2 separate regions of the Rattus norvegicus genome follow, and region 1 is linked to region 2. A link is a contact called in public Hi-C data. All regions are on one chromosome and are shown on one strand. The core of a region is the stretch at or near the end of the contact, and the rest is flanking DNA. Distances in the headings are between cores, read along the strand shown. Region 1 holds the start of Sepsecs (Sep (O-phosphoserine) tRNA:Sec (selenocysteine) tRNA synthase). Region 2 holds the start of Anapc4 (anaphase promoting complex subunit 4).

Region 1 (4,166 bases), core at 16-2,515, 150 kb after region 2:
AAGCTTCACAGCAAATGTTGACTTGGGAGAGTAGCTAGCTTGTCTATGTTGCAATGAATGGCTCCATAGAGACATGTGACATCCTTTTGAAGATATCTGATAGCCTCAAGCAAAAGTCCTGGGAGGCTCAGAGATTAGCTGATCAAAAGGTCCAACCATTTCCCCCATTCATTCTTTCAAAGGCAGGGACTAAGCACCAGTACTGTACAATGGTGTCTTTGACTAGCTGAAGGACTGTGTCCTTTGTCTGTGCAAGGATTATTGATGGGTACGGATGCTGGTTGGCAGTGATCTCTCAGAGCATCTTTGTTGTTTTCCACACTCCCCTCTTTTCACACGAGCCTTTACTTCTATATGGCTACGAACCTGCAAAATAGGAGTGCATTGCAGAGCCCCATAACTTCTTGTCCATTTTTGTTGAGGTGCCCAAAAAAAGATGAGGAACCCTTCTCCCCTCAAACATTTCAGAGTCATGTAGAATTTGTAGGCCATGTTTGCTTGCTTGCTAACATGCAAGTACATAGTTCTGGCATTGGTGAATTCCTACATTTGGTAGACTTCTGCTATATTCCAAAGAAATACTATTCATGGACAAGTATTAGTACAAAGTTCTTAAAGGAATTCTGTAGATCTAAATGAAGCACAGAAAACTCTAGATCTCAGGTAAGACATGCATGGGCCTCCTCTTCCCCTAGTACACTGATAGATTAAGTTATTGCAGATTATTGCACAATTTGAAATGAAAAGAGTAACTATCGTGAGATAAATTTGCCAGGAGAGTAAGGTTTTGTCCTTTCATAATGTTGTCAGGCAGTAGGAAATGCTGAAATATATCAAGGGATGGATGTAAGGTTCTGGAATCTGACACAGTCGGGAAGACTCAAACAACATGACTGGAGCAGATCATATAGTCTTTTCTTGAGAAGCCCACACAATGGCCCTTCTGCCTTCTCTGCCCTCTCTTGAAGTACTAATGTTCTTGATTATAAGAGGGTTTACCTAGCCCAACCCAACGTTCCTTTCCTGTCGCCGGAAACCCGCTAATCTTGCCAACTCTCAAGAATACTCAAGGTTTTGAACTTTTTCCTAGGTGGTTGTAGTGCTGGGGTGAGTGAGGGTTTGTGGGTTGGTGGAAGACGACCAAAAATGCTCTGCGCATGCGCGGAAGCCGAAGGCGGAGACCTAGAGTGTTTTGGGTCCACGGCCGCCCCGTACCGTCCGGGCGACGCGCTGCATCCTGGGTCTCGGCGTGCGCTTAGTGGGCGCCGTCATGAACCCCGAGAGCTTCGCGGCTGGCGAGCGGCGGGTGACTCCAGCTTACGTGAGGCAGGGTTGTGAGGCTCGGCGCGCACACGAGCACCTCATCTGGCTGCTTATAGAGCAGGTATCCCGCCGTTTCGGCGCTCGGGCTCTGCGTCTTCAGGGAGGGGAGGGGCAGCGCGCTCCTCAGTGTGTGCGGAACTGTCAAAGTCCAAGTGTTTGGTCTGCCTGGGCCACTCTGGGAGCGCGTGCTATCGGCAAATCTATTGCTAAACCTACTCCAGCGGCAGCTTTCCTCCAGACCTCTCAGACCTCGCTCCTTGACAGTAGTCCTGAACTTTAGTGTCCCCGAAGTTGGCCAGCCCCTAGCTGGAAAACTAAACTGAGGACATTACCTTTTCAGTTTCCCTAACTTAACTGAGATTTAAGAGTCCCAGCAAACTTCAATGGCCGTATTAGATACATTCGCGCTCTCTAGTTTGTAGTCGAACAGAATACGAACGTTTGGCCAATTAGCAGTTTCTTCATAGCTGCTGAGTTTGTTTCCGATGTGAGGAATCAAGGGTCACTAAAACACGTTAAAAAGAATTCAAGTACATTGATGTGGAGTTTTAGGGACCGATAATTTTCCTGAACATGAACGTCATTACTATTTTTTTTTAAGGGCAAGTGTCCAGAGGATGGCTGGGATGAAAGTACACTCGAACTCTTTCTGCATGAGCTTGCAGTCATGGATAGCAACAATTTCTTGGGTAATTGTGGTGTGGGAGAAAGGGAAGGGAGAGTGGCCTCTGCTTTGGTTGCTCGTCGTCATTACAGGTATGGTTCTTAAACTAGTTGTGAAAACATTTATTTATCTTTTTTTGGGAATGGGAGTGGAAGGAACCTAAAATAATGGTGATGATATTCCTACTAAATTATAAAGTTTCCACTGAGATATATAATTTCTTCTGTCATCAAATGGGTATGGAAATCAAACGGAACACTTGGAGCAGGCGATTTTCGTGACAATAGAGCTGCAGTTCTGATATGTGGTGGTTAACCCCTTCCGATGCTGGCTGGTCCACAGCACAAGTGCCATGTTCTGATAATATTTAAACTAGCACTCTGTTCTGAAAGCTTAATAAAAAAAAAAAAAAAAAAACATTGGTCGGGCTGGGGACATGGTTCAGTGGTTAAGAGCACTGACTGCTCTTCCAGAGGTCTTGAGTTCAGTTCCCAGCAACCACATGGTTGCTCACAACCATCTGCAATGGTATCTGATGCCCTCTTCTGGTGTGTCTGAGGAGAGCTACAGTGTACTCATACATAAAATAAACAAATCTTAAAAACGTTCACTTCAAAAAGAATAAGAATATTCTAGAGATACATATAAGTGACAGGTGACCCCAAATATCATGTTCTGGAGTGGTAACAGTTTCATGAAATTTTTTTATAAAATAGTCGTAGAATAAAATCATAGACCAAGACATTTTTTAATTCACTAGTAGAAATATGGAGGTAGGCATGTTTCAGGAAAGCAGGGACACCCTGTTGCGGGCCCCAGGTGCTGTCTGATGACATTCTTAGCTTTTGGGTAGGTGAAGCTAGGGGGTTTCTGTCAAGTCCAGAAGGTAGTCACAGAAGTGATAGGTCACACAGAGGGAAGATGTTTGGTTCTGGACCTGCAACTTGCTGACTTCCCACCCTCATAGAAGGTCAGCCAGCCTTGTTCAACATGGGTGTGGCCTTTTTTCTTTTTGTTTTAACTTCAGTTGACATACGTCATAGTTGTGTGCTGTGTTCTGATTTTTTTTTCTTTTTTTTTTTTCTTTTTCTTTTTTTTTTTTTTAAGACATCCTCACTTTGTAACTGTGGCTGGCCCAGGCTCATGCTGGCTTCAGACAAAGAGGCTCACTTGCCTCTGCCTCCTGAGTCATAGGATAAAAGGCGCTCAACACCGTGAGCAGCCATAATTCCTTTTTAACCTACAGGTTATATTGGAGAGTAATGAACTTGAAAGCATAGCTTATCACTATCTCAATCCCAGCAGATGGAGGAACAATTGTATTAGATGATTGCATTATTTGTATTATTTTTGAAACTTTAGCCCATTCTGAAAAGTGTTGTTTTTTTTGTTTTTTGTTTTTTTTAAAGACCCAGCTGCTCTGCCTCCTGAGTGCTAGGACTGAAGGCATGTGCCACCACTACCTAGCAAAAAATGATTTAATCATTAACCGGTAGTGCTTTTGGATATGACTGCTATTTCTGTCTTCTACCCTTTCTGTGAGAATGATGGTCTATAGACTCTTAAAAACTTTTTTTTAAGTCAAGGTGAAGTTTTTGAGGCATATTAAAATTATATTTTAATAACATTTGCAGTCAGGTATGCAAAATACCTGATAATGAGTAGGGATACAGATTTCCTGTCTACCAGCGGCCTGGTAACAAGGTCCATATATAATGTATATGGAAGTCTTGTATACAAGGCATGCCTGTAAGGAAGTACAGTGCTAGTTAGTGCTCTGTGATGCTCTCAGTATACACAGTTTCTGATCTAATTGAATGTAAGAGATGGAGCATGCATCTCTTTTTTTAATTAGGAGTATTCACAGGTGTGTAAGTGTATAGGGCCATCTAATTTAAGACAAGTGGATTTGTGCACTCATTTTCAAGAAACATATTTAAAAATGAGGAAAGGTTTTGCTTGGGTGGTGGTATTGCCTGTAATCCTAGCACTTAGCAGAAACAGGGGCAAGGGTCCAAAGTAGGGTCACCCAGGGTCACTTCGTGAGAGCCTGTCTCAAAAGACCACTGTCAATTGCCAACAGCTAATTGGGACAGTTTCTAAAGCATCAGCTCTTTCAGACTGGAATCTGTCCCACTGCTCTGGTAGGCAGAAAAGAGGGACTAGAATGTTACCTGTA
Region 2 (4,218 bases), core at 148-2,647:
CACTGAGTCATCTGTCCGGCCTTCATTTTTTTTAAAAGTACACGTGTGTACATGTATATATTTATATCACATTTGTGCAGCCAGTGCCCAAGGAGGCCAGAAGAGGGCATCAGTTCTCCCTGGAACTGGAGCTACTGACAGGTGCGAGTACCCATGTGGGTGCTATGAACCAAGCCCAGGTCATCACTAAGAACAGCATGTGCTCTGGATGGCTGAGCTCGTCTCCAGCCCCTTTCATATCTTTTAAGCTTACTTTTTTGAAAAGGTTAAGAAGGCTGTCCCAGATGACAAACAAAAGAAGTAACAGAAACAATATCAAAAGGTAGCTGTGACATAGTAAAATAACAACCATGACTGCTCTTAGCTTTGTCACCAGCCATGGATCTTAGAGACAGAGCCATCATGACACACAACACGATAATGCAATTTGGCACACGAAACTGCCCTGGATGCTAGGACTTCCTTACCACCTAGTTTTACATAGGTGAGATGTTAAATGGCACAGCTGAAGGGTTCCTTTCAAGATGGCTGCCAGGTAATAATTTTCCCCCACAAAAAGTTGGGTATGTTCTGGTTATACTTGATACTGAGTGTTCACGTTTCTAATGTTAGAAATGCTAATTGACGATGTTCATACACATTCTGTCTGCAATTCTGTGAAGCACAGCCTCTCAACTTAAAGATCTTTTAAATAGCTAGATGTAACAAAAATATAAAAATTCAAAACCAAACATCCTCCGTAGCAACTGCGCGTGCACACACACACATTTCTAGTTGGACCTGACAGTTCATCTTCATTCTCTACTCATCTGAAAGCCAATTGGGCGGGGTCTGATGTTGCATCCCTGGCCAAATCAATTCATGGAGACCTGTGTGTGCAGAACTTTGAGGGAATTTGTTCTTCTGGCCATACAGGAAATGGAATATACACCATGTTTGGCAGGCACGGTCCTTTACACTTTCTCTTCAAGTGAACAGCCACGCTGAGATGTAGGGACAGGATAGATATGTGATTCAACATGTCTGCGAAAGGGGAAACTGAGGCTCGAGAGTCCCAGCATAGGCAAACTCTCACCAGCTCACTTACCTCGCCTGTAGTGTTGGCCAAAGCAATGAGGTCTCGCTTGGGTGACCAGGCCAAGAAAATAATCTCTTGCGGCAGTTGCTTCTCTCCCACCACCCGAAAGGATGGGAAACAGGTCGGAAAGCGCAGCATGGGTGCGGCCCTGCAACGACGCTCTCGTGAAGGCCGTCGGAGCACCCGGCCACAAAGCTTTGGCGCAAAGCCCTGCCAGCAGCGGTACCTGCCAGACTCTCAAACTCGGCCTACTCCTAGCCAGCTGCCTTCCCCGCCCTCTCACTCCGCCCTCCGCGCTCAGAGGAAGCTTCCGGCGCCGACGCTAGGTTGTCCTCGCGAGAGGAAGTGAGTGGCAAAGCGGCGGCGCGCAGGTGGGGCGGGGAGAACGCAGGGCTGCGCACTTGGGCGGGGCTTGATATGAGGCGGAGCTATGTGGACGCGGCAAGCGAGTGCCTAAGGCAAAGTTGGCCTGGGCTACAGCAGGGGTGGGCGGGGCTAGAAGTGAGAGGAGCGTGGCTGGGCGTGGCTAGGGGCGGAGCGAGCTCTAGTGCCTTGAAGGTCCGCTACTCTGGGTTGCCTAGTACCCAGCAAGCTCCAAAGGATCCTTAACGGTGTATACGCGGACAAGTGGGAACCCCTTTAAGGTCTTTGCCGTTTGCTCAGAAATTTGCTTCTATGCAGATAATCCCTTGATTGTTCCAGGTTTAGGCTCTAATCAAAACTCCCGATCCACACACCTCCTTTGGGACACTCATAGTGGGAACCCCTTTAAGGTCTTTGCCGTTTGTTCAGAAATTTGCTTCAATGCAGATAATCCCTTGATTGTTCCAGGTTTAGGCTCTAATCAAAACTCCCGATCCACACACCTCCTTTGGGACACTCATAGTAGTTTTCAGCGCTGGCTGCACAGTAGAATTTAAAACAACAAAAAGCCCTCTCTATCAGGCAGAAGTTTAGCAAACTAAAAGAGAATTAACATTGGACAGAAATTAACATTTAAAAACAAAACAAAACACTGTTTACAGAAAAATATGTTAAAGTGTTTGTACCCTCCCGGACACGGGACAAATAGTTTGACTTCTCATCCTATTTAAATAATCACTTAACTTGTAACAAACTCACCACAGTTAAGAGGAAGCAGGATTTATTCTATGGCTATCTAAACATTCAATTTTGTGAGAAAATTTGGACAGAAACTGACTGCCAGGCAACTTCAATAATCAATATGTTGATCACAACTTCTCTGGGGGACAGTTTTAAGTACAAAGACCATCCTGCAAGATGGGAGAGTTCTCATCCTTCTTAGCAAAGTCTACATTTTGTCATGTGTAGTAGTTTTTTTTTTTTTGAAAGGTTCTAAATGTTATTACTGAACAAACACCCTAATTTAGATGCAAGCAAGTCTCCAGGTTAAAATTGTTGAAATCCATCTGGTAGGACTGATCGATGATCTCAGTTCAGTATAAACCCTCAGTCTTGCCATTGTGTGAATGCTTATGAACCCAGCTCCATTCTCCTCCAGTGGCTTCTCTTAGAGTTATATCTGATTTTGTTACCACTTTTCATCGGAATCCACTGAGGAACAGAACAATTTTGCTTTTGTTTCTTGGCCAAGAATCGCTTGATTCTGAAAGTCTTGTTAGACAACATGGCAAGAAGCCGAATCAGGTGTAGAGTGCATGATGGTGGAGGAAAAAAAGAGACAGTACTGTTTTTTAAAACTGTCTCCCCCTGTCATGGTTTGAATATGCTTTGCCCAGGGGGTGGACTATTTGGAGGTGTGGCCTTGTTGGAGGTGTCACTATGGGAGTGGGCTTAAGACCCTCATCCTAGCTGCCTGGAAGTCAGAATGCTGCTAGCAGCCTTCAGATGAAGATGTAGAACTATCAGCAACTCCTGTACCATGCCTGCCTGGATGCTGCCATGTTCCCATCTTGACAGACTAAACCTCTGAACTCATGAGATCTGCATGGCTCTGTCTTCTATAACGCTAGAATTAAAGGTGTGTACCACAATGCCTGGATCTAAACTTAGCTGTATGGGATCTTACCCCCAAATCCCTTAATCTGTTATCTCCTAGAACATAGGATTCAGCTCCAGTTCACTTCCTGGTGCCCCTTTGTTGTTGTAAAAATATAAAAATAAAAAAAGTATAGTTGTATTTTACCCCACTAGGTCCGCACCGCGGTGCCCCAAGAAATCTGCTAGATATCTTGGCGGAATCACATCCCAACTCCGTGGAGGCCCATTGTCTCCTGCCGCTGCACACTTTCCTACCTCAAACTGTCACATAAAAGAACACACAACACAATAACATTTGACTCAATTGATAAGATATAATTGCCCACTTAAACATACAAAGCCCGGTACCAACCATCCCTTAGGAACATTAATAACAACTGTAAATACACAGAGCAGAATCTTTACGTCAGCCTCCATCATCCTGCCACAGCTTCTCTCTCTCCCTCTCTCCTGTCTCTACCTTTCTGTTCTAGTCTCCTCCTCTTCCTTCAAACTTCTCTCCCGCCCATCCTTCCTTCTTGTCCAATGACAGGCCTCCTTCTATCTTGTGCCTGCCTCACCTGTGACATCATCCTACACCCCTTTAATACTTGAACCATATATTTTATATTTTTCCTTTTAAAGCTTGCTACACTTGTTCTTCGTGAGACTTAACCAGAGAACAAACTCTACTGGGCTTTTTTGAAAAGAATTCCTTTGTCGATGTAATTAATATAAATCTCTTTACCTTAAACTCAGGTAGACTCTTCAGACAAGAGCAAAAAGCACCACAATCTTCACCAAAATAACACAAAAAGTCTCTAGCCATACTAAAATTCTTCTCTACTGAACCTTCTTGAGCCAGGTTTGCACAGTTCAAACCAATCTTAGGAACAAAGTCTTTCATACTCTTATTAAGATAGCCATTAAACTCCATTTAAAGCATTCCACTGCTTTCCAAATCCAAAGTCCCCCAATCCACATTCTTCCAGACAAAAGCATAGTCAGACCATCATAGCAATACCCCACTTCTGGTACCAACTTCTGTCTTTGTTAGGGTTTTTATTGCTGTGAAGAGACATGACCAAGGCAACTCTTTTTTTTTTTTCTTTTTTCTCTTTTTCTTTTTTCCTTTTTTC

Evidence for each region. Hi-C and Micro-C count contacts between places; a contact is called where the count stands out from the background.
Region 1: a Hi-C map of liver shows a contact between it and region 2, with 2.2 times the contacts expected there. The contact joins the promoter of Sepsecs here to the promoter of Anapc4 in region 2. A contact is called at or near these places in 3 of 12 Hi-C or Micro-C datasets (hepatocytes, kidney and liver).

What each region holds. Positions count from the first base shown.
Region 1 is chr14:62,523,074-62,527,239 of GRCr8, forward strand. It overlaps Sepsecs (Sep (O-phosphoserine) tRNA:Sec (selenocysteine) tRNA synthase), which reads left to right and starts at 1,266. Exons shown (of 11, transcript NM_001128287.2): 1 at 1,266-1,384; 2 at 1,925-2,079. The coding sequence starts at 1,271.
Region 2 is chr14:62,369,175-62,373,392 of GRCr8, forward strand. Anapc4 (anaphase promoting complex subunit 4) reads right to left here and starts at 1,398. Exons shown (of 28, transcript NM_001107220.1): 1 at 1,088-1,398. The coding sequence starts at 1,216.